3 separate regions of the Mus musculus genome follow, and regions 1 and 2 are each linked to region 3. A link is a contact called in public Hi-C data. All regions are on one chromosome and are shown on one strand. Each heading gives the region's core, a stretch centred on a gene start, on an enhancer-like site or on the middle of the called end of the contact. The rest is flanking DNA. Distances are from core to core; before and after follow the strand shown. Region 1 overlaps Ntrk3 (neurotrophic tyrosine kinase, receptor, type 3). Region 2 overlaps Ntrk3 (neurotrophic tyrosine kinase, receptor, type 3). Region 3 overlaps Agbl1 (ATP/GTP binding protein-like 1).

The links. Hi-C and Micro-C count contacts between places; a contact is called where the count stands out from the background.
Region 1: a contact with region 3 is called in a Hi-C map of neural progenitor cells, with 2.7 times the contacts expected there. The contact joins two enhancer-like sites. A contact is called at or near these places in 3 of 484 Hi-C or Micro-C datasets (neural progenitor cells, palatal mesenchyme and uterus) and 1 of 115 datasets of contacts at active chromatin or transcription factors (astrocytes).
Region 2: a Hi-C map of the N1E-115 cell line shows a contact between it and region 3, with 4 times the contacts expected there. The contact joins two enhancer-like sites. A contact is called at or near these places in 3 of 484 Hi-C or Micro-C datasets (the N1E-115 cell line, cerebellar granule neurons and cerebellum) and 1 of 115 datasets of contacts at active chromatin or transcription factors (astrocytes).

The regions. Positions count from the first base shown.
Region 1 is chr7:78,266,434-78,271,117 of GRCm38.p6, reverse strand. All of the region lies in intron 12 of Ntrk3 (neurotrophic tyrosine kinase, receptor, type 3), which reads left to right. Among named protein-coding and RNA genes, the nearest start is that of Gm39038, 310 kb to the left of the region's middle. Within about 2 kb of position 1,492, at least 9 of the 459 cell types and tissues checked have an H3K27ac peak or open chromatin away from gene starts, as enhancers often do. A contact at or near this core is called in neural progenitor cells, where this site is marked.
Region 2 is chr7:78,375,619-78,380,130 of GRCm38.p6, reverse strand. The region is part of intron 11 of Ntrk3 (neurotrophic tyrosine kinase, receptor, type 3); the gene reads left to right. Among named protein-coding and RNA genes, the nearest start is that of Gm39038, 200 kb to the left of the region's middle. Within about 2 kb of position 1,625, at least 5 of the 459 cell types and tissues checked have an H3K27ac peak or open chromatin away from gene starts, as enhancers often do. A contact at or near this core is called in the N1E-115 cell line, where this site is marked.
Region 3 is chr7:76,390,414-76,394,955 of GRCm38.p6, reverse strand. The region is part of intron 6 of Agbl1 (ATP/GTP binding protein-like 1); the gene reads right to left. Among named protein-coding and RNA genes, the nearest start is that of Gm30774, 24 kb to the right of the region's middle. Within about 2 kb of position 1,340, at least 108 of the 459 cell types and tissues checked have an H3K27ac peak or open chromatin away from gene starts, as enhancers often do. A contact at or near this core is called in the N1E-115 cell line and neural progenitor cells, where this site is marked.

The DNA.
Region 1 (4,684 bases), core at 243-2,742, 1.9 Mb before region 3:
ACAACTGGACTTCCACAGTGTGAACACTTCTTTTTTTAAATATTGTTTAATGATACCTGAACTTTGTGTAGTAGTAGAAAGTCATGTTATTATTATTATTACTTCTATCTTCTAGGATAGGGGATTGAGACTTGGAGAGATGTCATCATCAGGGAGGACTATTAAAATTCCAGGCAGAGGGGAGGTGGGAAGACCAAACTGGTCTTCTATTTTCTCACTCAATACGTTTCAGTTGCACTACTGTGTACACACAATCTCATTAACCTCTCACAGAAATTCATTGAGATGGGGATTGGCTTAATGTTGCCCATGAAGAGATCCAGGCTGAAGACTGGTTTTAGTGAACTCATTGTCTAGTGCATTTCTACCCAATGCTACCCCATCAAAGACAGGTTCTCCCCCACTTTCTTTACTCTAAGACAATGTTCATCCCTGTTCCTTTTCCATTTTTATGCTTATGTTCTGCCTTGGGATATATTGCTGCCTATATACATAGGCCTCATATCATCATTTCATTTCCTTCCTATGAAAGACCCCATTTCTTCCCAGATGCAAGGGTATTAATAGCTATCAAATGCAATGGTAAATCCCATGAATAGATGCTGTGGTCCTCTGGCTTGACCACCGCAGTATTTCTTATTTGATTTCTTACAAATCAAGGCTTCAGGTGCCCACTTAGTTTAGATCTTTGCTAAGAAATCTAAAGCAGGAAGGAATGACTACAAAATGACTTTGCCTTGTGATTGCATGCGAGAACTCTGCCTCCCGGGAAAGACTTTGGGGGTCGAGTTTGCTGCCTTAGAAGCAGGGAAAGCTGATGCAGCATCTGCTGGAGCAAAGGAGTACCTGGAGCGATGACAGGGTGGCATTCACCTCTTGTATGGGTGTTCTAAATGAGAGCTTGACATTTCATTGGAAAAGATCTCTCCAGGCTAGGACAGGGGAGGATAGAAGGGGCTGAATAAGTTGTTGAAGGAATAGATTCCTAGCTAGAGCCTGAGATCCATCTTTCAGCACCTAGCTTCTTGATTCCAGATGGCTTTCCCTGGGGACTTCCTCTGCTCTTCACTCTTGGCTCTAGCAGCCACTGCTTAATGAGAGCCAGAGGCGTTCTCACCACAAGAAGGGTCAGCACGCCACACAGACAAGGAAGTGGGCATGAATGGACAGGTGTGGTGTAGTTATGGAGGTGATGGCAGGAGCTACACAGTCTCAGTGGATAGCTGTACTCACATCAGTACAGTTCAGAGGATAGATAGCACCTGGGAGCAGGGACACATCTGAACTTCAGCTTCCCTTGCTGAACTTGTGTCAGGAGACGTGAGCTGGAATTTGCCCCAGAACAGACAGTCCTTTCTCTGATCCTCTGTCTTCACTGAGCCCAGAAACAGCAGGGTGTCTTGTGTATTTATTCATCTTGGTTAGAACACATTGTCTTTGTGTCCTATGCTACCACCTCTAGTTTCTGGGTATGCATGTGCCCTGGGGCATGACCTATGTTCCCTGCTTCTCAGCAGAGCAGACCACAGAGGCTCTTTGTTTGGAAGTCTGAGGTGTCAGATATAAAGGGTTCAGATGTGATGCTCACACCTGTCCTGGTTCAACAAAATCTTTATTCTTCAGGCATGTCTTGGAGTCAGGACATAAATATGTCTGCTCTTCGGGGCTTGCTGGATCCCTTCCCATCCCCATTCATTCCTTTTAACTACTCCCCCAACTTCCCTTCTTTGTTTCTCTTTGTAGTGTTCTCTCTGCTTACATCCATGCTTCAGATGGGACTTTAATTTATTCATTTGCTCATCAATTATTTAGTGAGTTTCTTGTGTATATTGGGCACTGTGCTAGGCTTAACTGATGGCCTCCAGGAACATTTGACAGTGGTCTTTTGACTTGAATGCTTTAGGGATGCTTTGCAAAAGCATATGACTACAAAGTTGTGAGAGAAGCCCAGACCTATGGAATGAAGACAGCAGGAAGGCTGACAGCAGGAAGATCTGAGTGCTTAAATAAACAGGACTGAGGATATTACCTTTGTTACCTTCGGGTAGCAACAACAATGAACAGCACTGGGGTTCAATAGCACCATAATCCTTCCTATATAACTGGTATCTCATTTGGTTAGTCATTTTAAAGAGTCCCCAGAGTTCTCCTTTTACTTTACAGCTTCAGAAGTATGTTCTACAAAGGTCCTTGCTATTGCTTCAGGTGATCTTACTCTGAGAGTGGAAACCATCCAGGGACTGTCTTGTAAAAGTTGATATTTGAACAGTTCTCCATGCTATGACCCCATGACTATCCATGAGAAGGTGGCTAGGTTAGTTGCAGACCATAGCATAAAGCCTGCCATTAGCCAGAGAGATGCTCATATATAAGACCACATAGAACAACTGAAGATTCTTGGAGAGACAAAACCAGAGGGCTAGAAGAAGTGTGGGGGCAGCAGAAGTACCTTCCATGGTAAGGACAAAGGTCTTGCCTTTCTGGCAGAATGTTGCCTCTCCATGACTTAGTGCTGGACCTCTTTTTTCTGCCACTTCAAAAACTCACAGTTGGAGCTCTGAGAAAGTTATTCTTTTCTGCTTAAGGACATTCCATTTCATGTGTAATTAAATGTGTGGTATTGAATTAATGTTTTCTTCTGAGCCTTTTTTGGCAGCCTGAGACCCTAGGGTCTGGTTAGTGCAAAGAAAACACACACTTCTCAGGGATACTCCCTTCCTCTCCCTCTTTCTTTGTCCCCTCTCTCCTGTCAAGAACCTCCCAAGCCCTTCAAGTGCATAGCAGCCCTATGCTGTGGCACATCCTGGCTAATGGCAGACTTTATGCTATGGTTTGCAATGAACCTAGTCACCTCTTCTGGACAGTCATGGGATCATAGGATGAAGAACTGTTCAAATAATAATTTTTACAAGGCAGTCCCTAGATGGTTTTCACTCTCAGAGTAAGATCCCCTGGAACATCTGCTCCTCAGTGGATCTCTGAATTTGGGACTTTAGTGCAGTTCTCTTGAGACATGTTCAGGTTATGGCAACAGCGCTGGCAGAGACAGGGTCTCTGTGCCTTCATGGACACCATTGTTCTTTTCTATGTAGGGATGCCAACTCAGGGCTCAGGGCTTCTCTGTGGAGGTGAGGGGAACCTGGCAAGGCTGAAGAATGGCAACTGTCTGCTCACACATTTTGCCCTTTCTATGGTTTGTTATCTCTGGTTTCAGTTGCAGTCTAAAAGTATGAATATTTGTCTTGCCTCTCTTAATATACCACACTGGCTAACTCTTATCACTGTTTGTTATTCTAATTATTATGTCATTAGGGTTGTCAATCTCTTGTTCTGTCTAGTGTATGGATTAGACTTTCCCACAGCTGTGTTTGTACAGGAAAAAGCCAGCTTCACCATTCTGCAGGGGCTCTTGCAATTTATTCTTTGCGGAAAGGGGGCAGTACTGTACCAGACTTTGCAGTTTAACAGACCACCTCTGATAGCTAAGGGGTCTTGGGCAAGCCTCAGCTCCCTCTTCTGGAGTACCAGAAGAGCAACAGGCTGTATTTCACTTTAGAGAGAGCTTGATAAAGATGAATGTGAAGGAACATGCAAGTGCTTACTTAGTCTGCCTTGGATAGGCACTCAATCAATGGAAGTTATTTTTATTATTAATAAGGGAATAAGGAATATCTCAAAGTTAAAAGAGGCAAGCACAGAGTAAAAAAAGGGTCCATGAGACAAATATCCAATGACTCCAGGAGCCAGTTGGGAATTGAGTATTAAAATGAACCAACCTTTGTGGCTGCCCTGGGACTGGGAGCTGTTTCTGAGCCTCTTATCAGAGGTAGATGGTGAATATGTTTCTGAGAACAACAATCAGCTTCACCTAAGGTCCTCTGCATGCGAACTGAGGCGCATGCTCATTTTAGGGGACCAAGTTTGTAACTTTACTTGCAGTGGTCAGAATCACCATAATTTAGATTTGCTGATCCTGGGGTTCTGGTATATCTCTACGGATAAATACCCATCTTGAGGAGGTGGCTGTCACTGATTTTTGATGTCTTTATTCCGTTGTCTGACCAACCTCCTCCCATATACTATTTTTGACTCCGATAGAGAGGAAGCTAAATGTTGTGGTGGCAGACTGAGGCAGACTGAGGCAGACTGGTGGTGACCCTGAGCAACCTCAGGCCATTTTCTTTTCAGAGACCATTATCATCCTTCCTTCAATTTCTTCCCAAGCCACTGCTTTGTTTGCACATAGGCTAAGCTTTTAGGATGCAGATCTTACAGAGAGAGACAGAAGCACACTTGTCAAATGCCAACTTTAGTTCATATGCTTTCTACTAACTCCATCACCTAAATAAACTTTTTATATGTGCCCATGTATGTGCATATATATGGAGACTGAAAAATCAACATTTGGTGCCATTCTTCAGGTGCCATCCATCTTTGGAGACAATTTCTCATTGGCTTGCAACTCCCTGGTTAGGTTACACTGGCTGGCTAGTAAACCTCAGGGTTTACCTGCCTCAGTCTCTCCAGCACTGGGGAGCCCAAGTGTGACCTGGCACCATCAGCTTTCCTCAGGTAAGTTCTGGGGATGGAGCTTAGGCCTGGGGCTTGTGAGGTAATCATTTTAATGACGGAGCAATCTCACCAGGCCTATAATCTAAAATTTTAAGTCACTTTTCTTAATTGT
Region 2 (4,512 bases), core at 376-2,875, 2.0 Mb before region 3:
AACTTTGACTATGAGTTTGGGCATGCGGAGCTTAGCCCTCTAGACTTAGTGTGCCCATTCTGATCCCTCACAGCACAGAGCAGGACACATTTCTTGCAGATATGGCGAGACTTTGGGAAATGGAACAAGTTCCTGCTGGCATACCTTCTGTCGGGGTTTGTTGAAGTGTCTTGGTGTACTTGCCAGGACTCACATGCACTGTGGAAGCTGTACGCAGAATGGAATGTGTGAGCCATGTGCAGAGTTGAGTGTGCAGGGAGAAAACATAAATCTCCAGGACAATATGTGTTGACCCAAGTTTGTGTCTGTAATGGGATTTGTAGGGGATAGAAAAGACCAACCATGAATGAACGAACATGTAGGATGTATGTGACGCTTGCTAAGTGATACTCCCAGCTTGGCTCAGGAGATGAAATTATTTCACATGCTGGACTCTTATCTCTCAGCAGAGCCATCCCTGATCTATCTGGATTACAGAGTAACTAGCACTGAGGGGGGTGGAAGAATCTATTTAAATGAATAGCTTTCAAGTGTATTAGAAGTCCTATTTAGTTTGTCATTATCGGATGTTCTTCAAACTCTTGAAGTGGTATGAGGCCTCTTTCTGTTCTCTGACCCCACTGCTGCTATAATGTGCTCTCTTTATCAGCATGCTGATAAAAGGCCTGAATAAGGTGTGTGTGTGTGTGTGTGTGTGTGTGTGTGTGTGTGTGTGTGTGTGTGTGTAATAGAGGCCATACTATTCTGTGAGCTGGTGTGTCTTGTAGCTTAGCAATTATCTTGTTACTCATTATTAATGTCTGTATCACTGGGAGGCAGCCAGTGTCTTCCATTTCTTTCTGTGGGAGCAGAGGAAAGTGATGGGGGTCTGCTCAGACAACTAAACCCTCCCCACACCACCATCCTTGTCATGCCAGGTACAATGGCCTTGGAATTTCTGGAAGGTGACATAGCTCTTAAGTTGCCCTCTGGAACAGGACCCTTGCCTTGATCTTTCCCAGCCCTGTGACTTTTGGTCAGGTTGGGAGGAGGATGGAGGAGCTGGAGACAGCCGTGTCTGCAAATGCAGGGAAGCTGCTTGGTCAGCTTTAGGGCTCTGTTCTCAGCAGTATGCACTGGGGCAGGATGGATGGTTGGGGCACACAGGTTTCTTTGGGCCAGCGCTTTGGGAAGAGTAGTGACAGTGGTAGGAATTTGTTGAGAAAGGAGAGAGGCTCAAAGGCATAATTGCCACGGTTTCACCCAAGGCCGTCATTGTCCTTTCATGTTTTGAGGAAACCTATCTGTTCCCATTGATGGTAATAGCCCATCAATGTCACATAACCCAACATGTGTCACATACTAATTCATTTAACCTTCACATTGACTTTCCCAGTTTGGCTGCCATATGGTTACCATTTGATAGGTAAAGGAAATGAGAAAGGTTAAGCATCCCCTCCTACTACCATACACACCGAAGGCTGCTAGGCCAGCAGAGGGAGAAACTGTTAGAATGCAAGTCATATATTCTCAGCCCTTGTATTCCCCAGCTTTGTGATGCAGAAAACTCTCTCTCTGGCCCTAGAAACCTTAGTCTCTGAAACTCACTCCAGTCCCTGTCAAAGTCCACAGCCCCAGGGTGTCCTTCCTGCCATCTGTTGTCACCTTACAATTGCCAGGCAGCAAGGTGGGCTTGGAGAGCCTGTGAGATTGGACCCAGGAGGAGTGAGATTTGCCACCCTACAGCTTCTGGGGTCTGAGCATTTCATGTCTGCCTGTGTCTGACCCTTCCTTTCTCTATGCAACGATTGGCTATAACAGCAGTGGATCAGGCTCCCACATGGATATAGGCATGTCTGATGCCCTGTTTCAGAGGCAAAGGAAGAAAGAGAAGGAAGAAGTTAGCATCTATCCCCTAGAGAGATGTGGACACATTCTGAGGTGCCTTGAGAATGTGCTGGAGGCTGCCCAGCAGCTGTTGGGTAAGCAGGCTTGGTATACCTTGACCACCAGGAGTTAGAAGTTGGTTATAGTTTCCAGGGGCAGAGTGCAGTGCTTAGAGGGGCAAGCCTGACACTCAAGATGCTCTTTAAAGCTGAACTAGATAGTGAACCAAAAATTAAGTTCACCTGTCCCTGATAGCCAGCAAGAGTTTCTTGTCCCCCCCATCATCTGAGATATTGAGGGGCTCTCCTCGCCCAAAGCCTTCCCATTTCACACATACTTTCTGCCTGTGGAAGCCTGTGACATAAGCCATTGTTTCATTGAGGGTGACATCATAAGGGACTGTCAGGGGGGAAAGGATTTCCCTACTCTCTGTGGAGTCATCAAAATAGGAAAATAGCAGCTCCAGGATGGAAGAGTTTTCTTCTTGTCTCTAGTAATATAGAAAAATTTCAAATCATGCACAGATGTGATGAGGCTTGCTGAAGGAGAGAATGCACAGGTGACCTGTGGCTTTAAAGAAACAGTCTCTGTCCCTTTTAAAATTTGTGGGAGACCATTCGAGTCCATGCAATAACTGAGTTCTTCCCAGCTCCAAATTATGATCAGTGTTAAGCTGAAGGAGTGTATTGCTTCTGAAGCAGAAGGAAGGCTCCAGGGCAGATAATAAACTAGATAAGAATTGCCAGCTATAGGTAGAATATTTACTGGATTTAATTTTCTAAATTTGGTCCTTGAGCCAAAAAAAAAAAATTTACAGGATTTTTATCATCTCCCTTCATCTCCAACCTTATGCCCTCAAATTTTTCTTACTATTAATATTTAAAATTCATCACTCTGTATGAATTATTGGCTATAAAAAGACATAAATTTTTGCTCTTTCCATTTCAGACACCCATTTCTTCAACTCTATACTGATATATATATATATATATATATTCATGTCAGAAGTCTGTGCTTTCAGTTTCTCCCCACCCTTGTCATAACTAGTTTGTTCCAGTGCCATGCAGCCCATGGGCTGTCACTCTTGTTTTTGTTGTTGTTTCTCCACTGCCAGCCTTTTCTCCAGACTGACTACAAATTATGTCTTACTTAACCTATATTCAACCATCATTCTGCCGCCAAGGCACATTTGCCAACTGTAGGTTTTCCAGACTTTGATTGACTCATTTTAGTGCCGATGGGTTAGATAAGATGAGTCCCTTCCCAGCCAATGCTCCTCTCCTTATTAACGCAACTTTTTTCTGCCTGTCAGGAGGGGAAAGTCTCAGCTTTCAATTTAGCAGTCCCTGTGGCTGCCCTGTCTCAATGCCTTCGTCTCCTGACCTGGAATTTTGCAGCCCTGGAGAATGCTTTAGCACTGTGTTGGCTGCTCAGAAATACTGAATCTTGGTTGACTAGATAGTCTTGAGAAATACCACTGGCTCTTGGTTTTACTACTGTGCTGAGGCATTTTAGTGCCTCAACCGTGTCAGAGGGTAGCTGGGAGAAAGAGAGAGAGAGGGGAGAACAGGGGAACAAATGTCTATGTGCTCAGAATCTCTAAGTGCTGAGTAAATATAAGGAGACCCTGTGATGGTGAAGGTGATGGTGGCATGTTTTCAAGGTCATTAGAGTAATTCTGTTTCCTGTTTCCAGGAAGCCTGCTATTGAGTTGTTCTTACAAATTTGTTATTTGAGTTTGAGCTTAAGCCCAGTTTTAAAAACTAGGAATATCTTTCCCTTCTAGAATTGCCACTTATTTGCCAGTGGGTGCATTTGTATGGATTACCAAGGTGACACATGTCCCCATTCTGTCTACTCCACCCCCCTTTAATTGTTTAAGTGGAACAAATCTCCTCCAATCTCTTTCCTATATAGAGACAGGGAGGGCTGCAAAGGGATTGTTGGTAAATGACTCTGCATGCTTCTATAAAAGGCCAAATCCTGGCTCTCTACTGTGGGGCTCGGGATTTGCACTCATAACCACCCTCTCAGCTCACTGATGTTCACACTCTTGGACAGAACACCTCTCTGGGACTGTCTTCCATTGAGTACTTTGCAGAGTATCAGGCTCTGAACTTAGCCAGAGAGATTGAAGGCCCAGCTGTGTTAAGTTTTACATTTCTGGGCAAAGGGGTCTAACTCTCCAATCCTCGGTTTCTCTTTCTCTCAAATTGTGAGGTTGAAAGTACCCACTTCATAGAATGGTACAGATCGAGTGAAACGAAATACATGCAACAAAAACAGTGCCTGAGATGTAGCAGGCACCCCTGAAGTGTTTGTTGCTATAATCATTTTCATTCATATATTTCAAGGGTGAGAGTAGTTCTGTCTATCCCATGGTATGGGAGAAAATTGGTTCCCAGGAGTATTAGGACTTGTATCCATGGGTGTGGGTGGAGGGGTGGGGTGGTGTTTGCTACCAAATCCAATGTGAATACTCCAGACCTGGAATAGGAGGAGCTGTCCATCTCAGTGTTGGCAGTGGTTATTTCTTTGCCGTCCTATCGGATGCTTCTAATGTGATGCTCAATTGCATGTGCATCACATGCACCTTCTCTCAAGGTCACCCAAGTCCATTAACAGCTGCAAGACATGGTGGCATAG
Region 3 (4,542 bases), core at 91-2,590:
CTGTAGTTGACCCCAGGGTACCATGAGAGCAGACATTATGATCACTATGTAAACAGTGATATCCACCATATCATGCCCTTATGATGACTGATGCAATTATATCACATGTATACCATCTTCATCATGACTTGGAGACTTTTACACTTTTACAGTCTTTTCGAAGGGACACTTTGACCCAAACTTGCAGGCAAATGTTAGAATAGAGGGGAAGCCCTGGAGATAGAGGTGGTAAAAGATAGTATGCTACCTGTGCATAAGAACTGACCCGACTTAACAGCGGCATGCCAACAATAATGTTTTAGCCAAGTTTTGTGTCAAGCGGGAACATCTTATCAGCGCCATTCACAGCTCTGTTCAGACCCAGGATGGTCACCTCCGAAGAGTTTGACCATCACAGGAAAGGGTTCACTAGCCTACCTTCCTGTCACTGGATAACAACCCCACTGTCCTCAACAACTTAGGTTCAATTCAACTGCTTAATTAGGCCCATTAATTCTAAGAGACTGCAAAATGACTGGACTGGGTCTTGATGGATACAAGACTCTGGCTTTCTCTGGGTCAAATATCACTAGACTATCATTACTATTATTATATTACCATTTATTATTATTATTATTTTACTACTTAGAGAAGTGTGACACACTTTTCCAGCCTCCCACAGAAAGCATCATGTCACTCCATCTTGAAGCTGTAATCGCAAACAACAGGTCAAGCTCCCACACACCCCACGATGATATTCATTCAGAAGTTTCCAAGGCTGATTTCTTCCAGACCCTCAGGAACGTCCCTGGAAACTTCTCAGTGTCTAACAAGAGTTGGAAAGCAAAAGAAAAAAATGAGCTGTTCTTAACTGGGGTCTCAACCTGAGCCCCATTGTGCCTACCAAATATGTGTCATTCACACTTAGGCTTTGGTGATGAAAACGTTAGATTCTGTTGCAAAGAAGCATCAAGCCCCGCCTACAACCCTCCACTTACTGCAAGCCAACCTAAGGCCATGTTTAAGATCGCATAGTCAATCTATGGCTCAGTCCAGGGTTCCTGACTCCTGCTGAAGGTTACCAGAAATATGAAAATCTGACGCTTTGGAAGCAGTCACAACTGAGGTAAAGTTTAGCTTTCCTTGTGCTTTTTGTGGGACTTCAGCAAGTCTTTGTTTTGTGCTAACTACCTCTTCTTGGCATGTAGGACAGGTATAGTACTATGACTATTATGTAAGTGAGGACAAAGAGTTCAATGTAACGTGAGCAAAGTGTCCAGCACGCTATTCATCACCATAGTCACGCTGTGGATGCTGCGGTGGTTGCTCTGGTACAGTCACGCTCTTTCCAACCTCCCCCACTCCCCAGCTCACAGGCAGCTTGCAGTAGCAGTTAATTAAAGATGTCATCAGATTGGGAGAAGGGCCTCTTGCAGAGGGTGCAGAACTAGAAGACTCTTGTCCTCCCAAACCAATTTAGGACCTTTACAAGTTGTCACAAGGGTCTGGGAGACTAGCGACCCTAACAACCAGCGTTGCTGCTGTCAAGCAGAGACAGCTTGCAAAATGCTACTGGGATGTCCCCGCCCTCTGTCAATCCTGCTCAGTCATGCTAACACCACTTGGAAGGCAACAAATTCCATCCGCTGTTCTAACCCCAGGCTCCACTCACCCTGCCTCCTCCCACCTCCCTTAAATAATGGCTGCGCAAATGCCTCTGAGACCATCTTCAGATAATTTCCTTCAAGACATGCAAGCTGCTAACGCTGGGAAGCACAGATAGTGTGCGCTAGCAAATATGGCCAAAATTAGATTAAAATAACCTCCTGATAAACAAATTACTCACCGAAAATAAATATTGGACTAGCAATGGTCGAGATAACTAGAAGAACAGCACCACCACATGGCATGAAGAGGAACTACAGGAACAACTGTCTGCAACTCAGCCCACACTTCCTTGCAGCATCAGGCTGAGGAGGGCAAAGGAGACAACCGGCACAGTTGCAACCTTTTAACTTAAACTTTTTAAAATCACTTATGCACTTATGCAAAGCACGTAAGTATTTGGCAGGCAAGACCGGACTCGAAGCCAAGAAAGTAAAGAGGAATATGCCAAATTGAATGTGGCATGACGTAATAGGAGCCTGTAATCCTTCCAGTTCCTGCTCCTCGCTCCCGGATCTCATGCCCCCATTCATCAGCCTTGCCTGATGCTCACCCTCGAAGCAGCAAACACAGGCTCCTCACACACATGCTGGTGTTTTAGCATCTCTCACCGGGGCCCATTCAAACGTTATGTGGAGTGGACCGTGTGATGTTTCTGACTTAAGTAACACATGGTCTTCCAAGATAATTCTCCTGATACTTAAGCAATATTTACTTAGCTTCCTTTCAACATTTCGTTGTTCCTTCTTTGGGTTAAGTAAACCTAGCCTCTTTAATCTCTTCCTGGTGAAGCATGGGGCTTAGCTCACTGGGAGGAAGAGACTGTCAGGTAAACCCTAAAGCCTGCTGCCTGAATAAATTATTTAAGCCTTCCAGACTTCAGTTACCCCACTTACTGAGACGGGGATTGCGAAATATCCTTTTCGGGCTAAACATACACAGTGTCTGACATGCTAAGAACTCAATAAATGGATATACGTGTCATTTTAAACCAGCATGGTGATGGATGTGGCTTGCCATGCTGCCTTCAAATGAAGCCAACTGCAGCAGTGTGACAAATACAAAAAAAAAAAATCAATATTATTTGAAGGAGATGTTTGACTCATCAGTGAAATACATAATGTATGCTTCCCCAGAAGTCATAGTAGAAAAAAAAAAAGAGAGAGAGAGACAATCGGGTTTGTGAACATACCACAATAACTAAGGCATGGTGGAAAAAGATTCTAGGAAACTGGACTCCTTCCTTATCCAACATCAAATAATTAGGAGAGCCTCTAATGTGGCCTGAGATGAGGTAAGAGCTGCAGTAAGAAGCCCAACCCCTGTGTGGGTGCTCAAAGAATAAAACAGGCACACACATTTATGTGCACATTGCACCATGGCTGGTTCCATTCTGTTTAATGCAGTGATTCACAACCTGTGGGTTGTGCACCCCTTTGCAGGTAGAGGGTTGCATATCAGATATCCTGTTTTTCAGGTATTTACATTATTCATAAGAGTAGTAAAATTACAGTTATGAAGCAGCAATGATATAGTTTTATGGTTGGCGGTCACCACAACATGAGGCACTGTGTTCAAGGGTCACAGCATCAGGAAGGTTGAGCACCACTTTACACTGTAAAGAATTAGCCAGGAACCTTACATTGAACAGTGGCGACAGAGGCTGGTGCTCAGACAAGTGTGCTGAGGGTAAGAAGAGCTGCAGGAGCTGACTATCAGACCTCTTCTACCTACTCCTCCATTTTCTTCTCTGGGAATGAGAGAGACAAGTACGGTCAGTAGTGTCCAAGATGCTCTGGGGCCATATGTTCCTGACAATAACCCTTAACTACCTTTTGGGGCAGCCACGAGAACTAAATTAACAAGGATGCGCTCTCTACTCAGCAAATGAATGGCACATGTTTGACAAAGCATGAGGGCCCATGCCTCCTGTTTCAACAGTCAAGAGGCTGGGGTCCGAGGATCAGGGGTTCAAGTCCAGTTTAGACATAGTAAGTAGTAATCCAGCCTACTCTACAGGGGTAAGGCTAAGTTTAAAAATAAAGAAAATAGAAAAGACTTAGCCATATTTCACAGTGTGCTACAATCCACAACATCATATTGTACATGATAAATATAAACATGACCATAAATTATCAAAAATAAATAATAATAATTTGGTTGGGAAGATGTCAGTGGTTGGTAAATTGCTTACACAAGCCCAATTCAAACCCCAGAAGCCACACAAAAGCATCAGGAATGACCATGAACACACTTGTAATCCCAGTATGGGGGAGGGGGAGACGAGCAGATCCCTGGGCCTCACTGGCCAGCTCTCTAGCCTGCCTTGCAAGCTGCAGGCTGAGTAAGTGACTCTTTCAAAAACCAAGATGGATAACAGCTGAGGAACAACTCCTGAAGTTGATCTCTAGCCTCCATACAAATTTTACTCACACATGTGCACATATATGTGTACACACACACACTGGGAGAGAGAATGAAGAAATACAAGGAAAACTCAAGGTCTTTCAGCCATGAGAGTCTGACCTCCTTTAGTTCATTAGGAAACTGAGGTAGGAAGCATAATGTCTCAGAAACCTAGAGCACCGGACTTGTCAAGCCAGGCCATTTCTCCTGGAGTGGAGGTCAGAGGCTCTGTGAGAGAAACATGCACATGAGCCCCAAGAAGGCTGTACTAATCGGCTGGTACTTATGCATGGCCATCAGAGCAAAGGGGCTACAATACCAACCATCTTCAACACACACATCCATCCTGAGGATGGATGCCAGCACTCCTTAGCAGTTTCGATGAATCTTGAAATTGGCCCATCTTTGGCATATCAAAGCAGGGGGTGATCATCTGGCCACCATGTGCTCCAGCATCTACACTGCCAACCACTAGACAAGTGCAGATGTTTT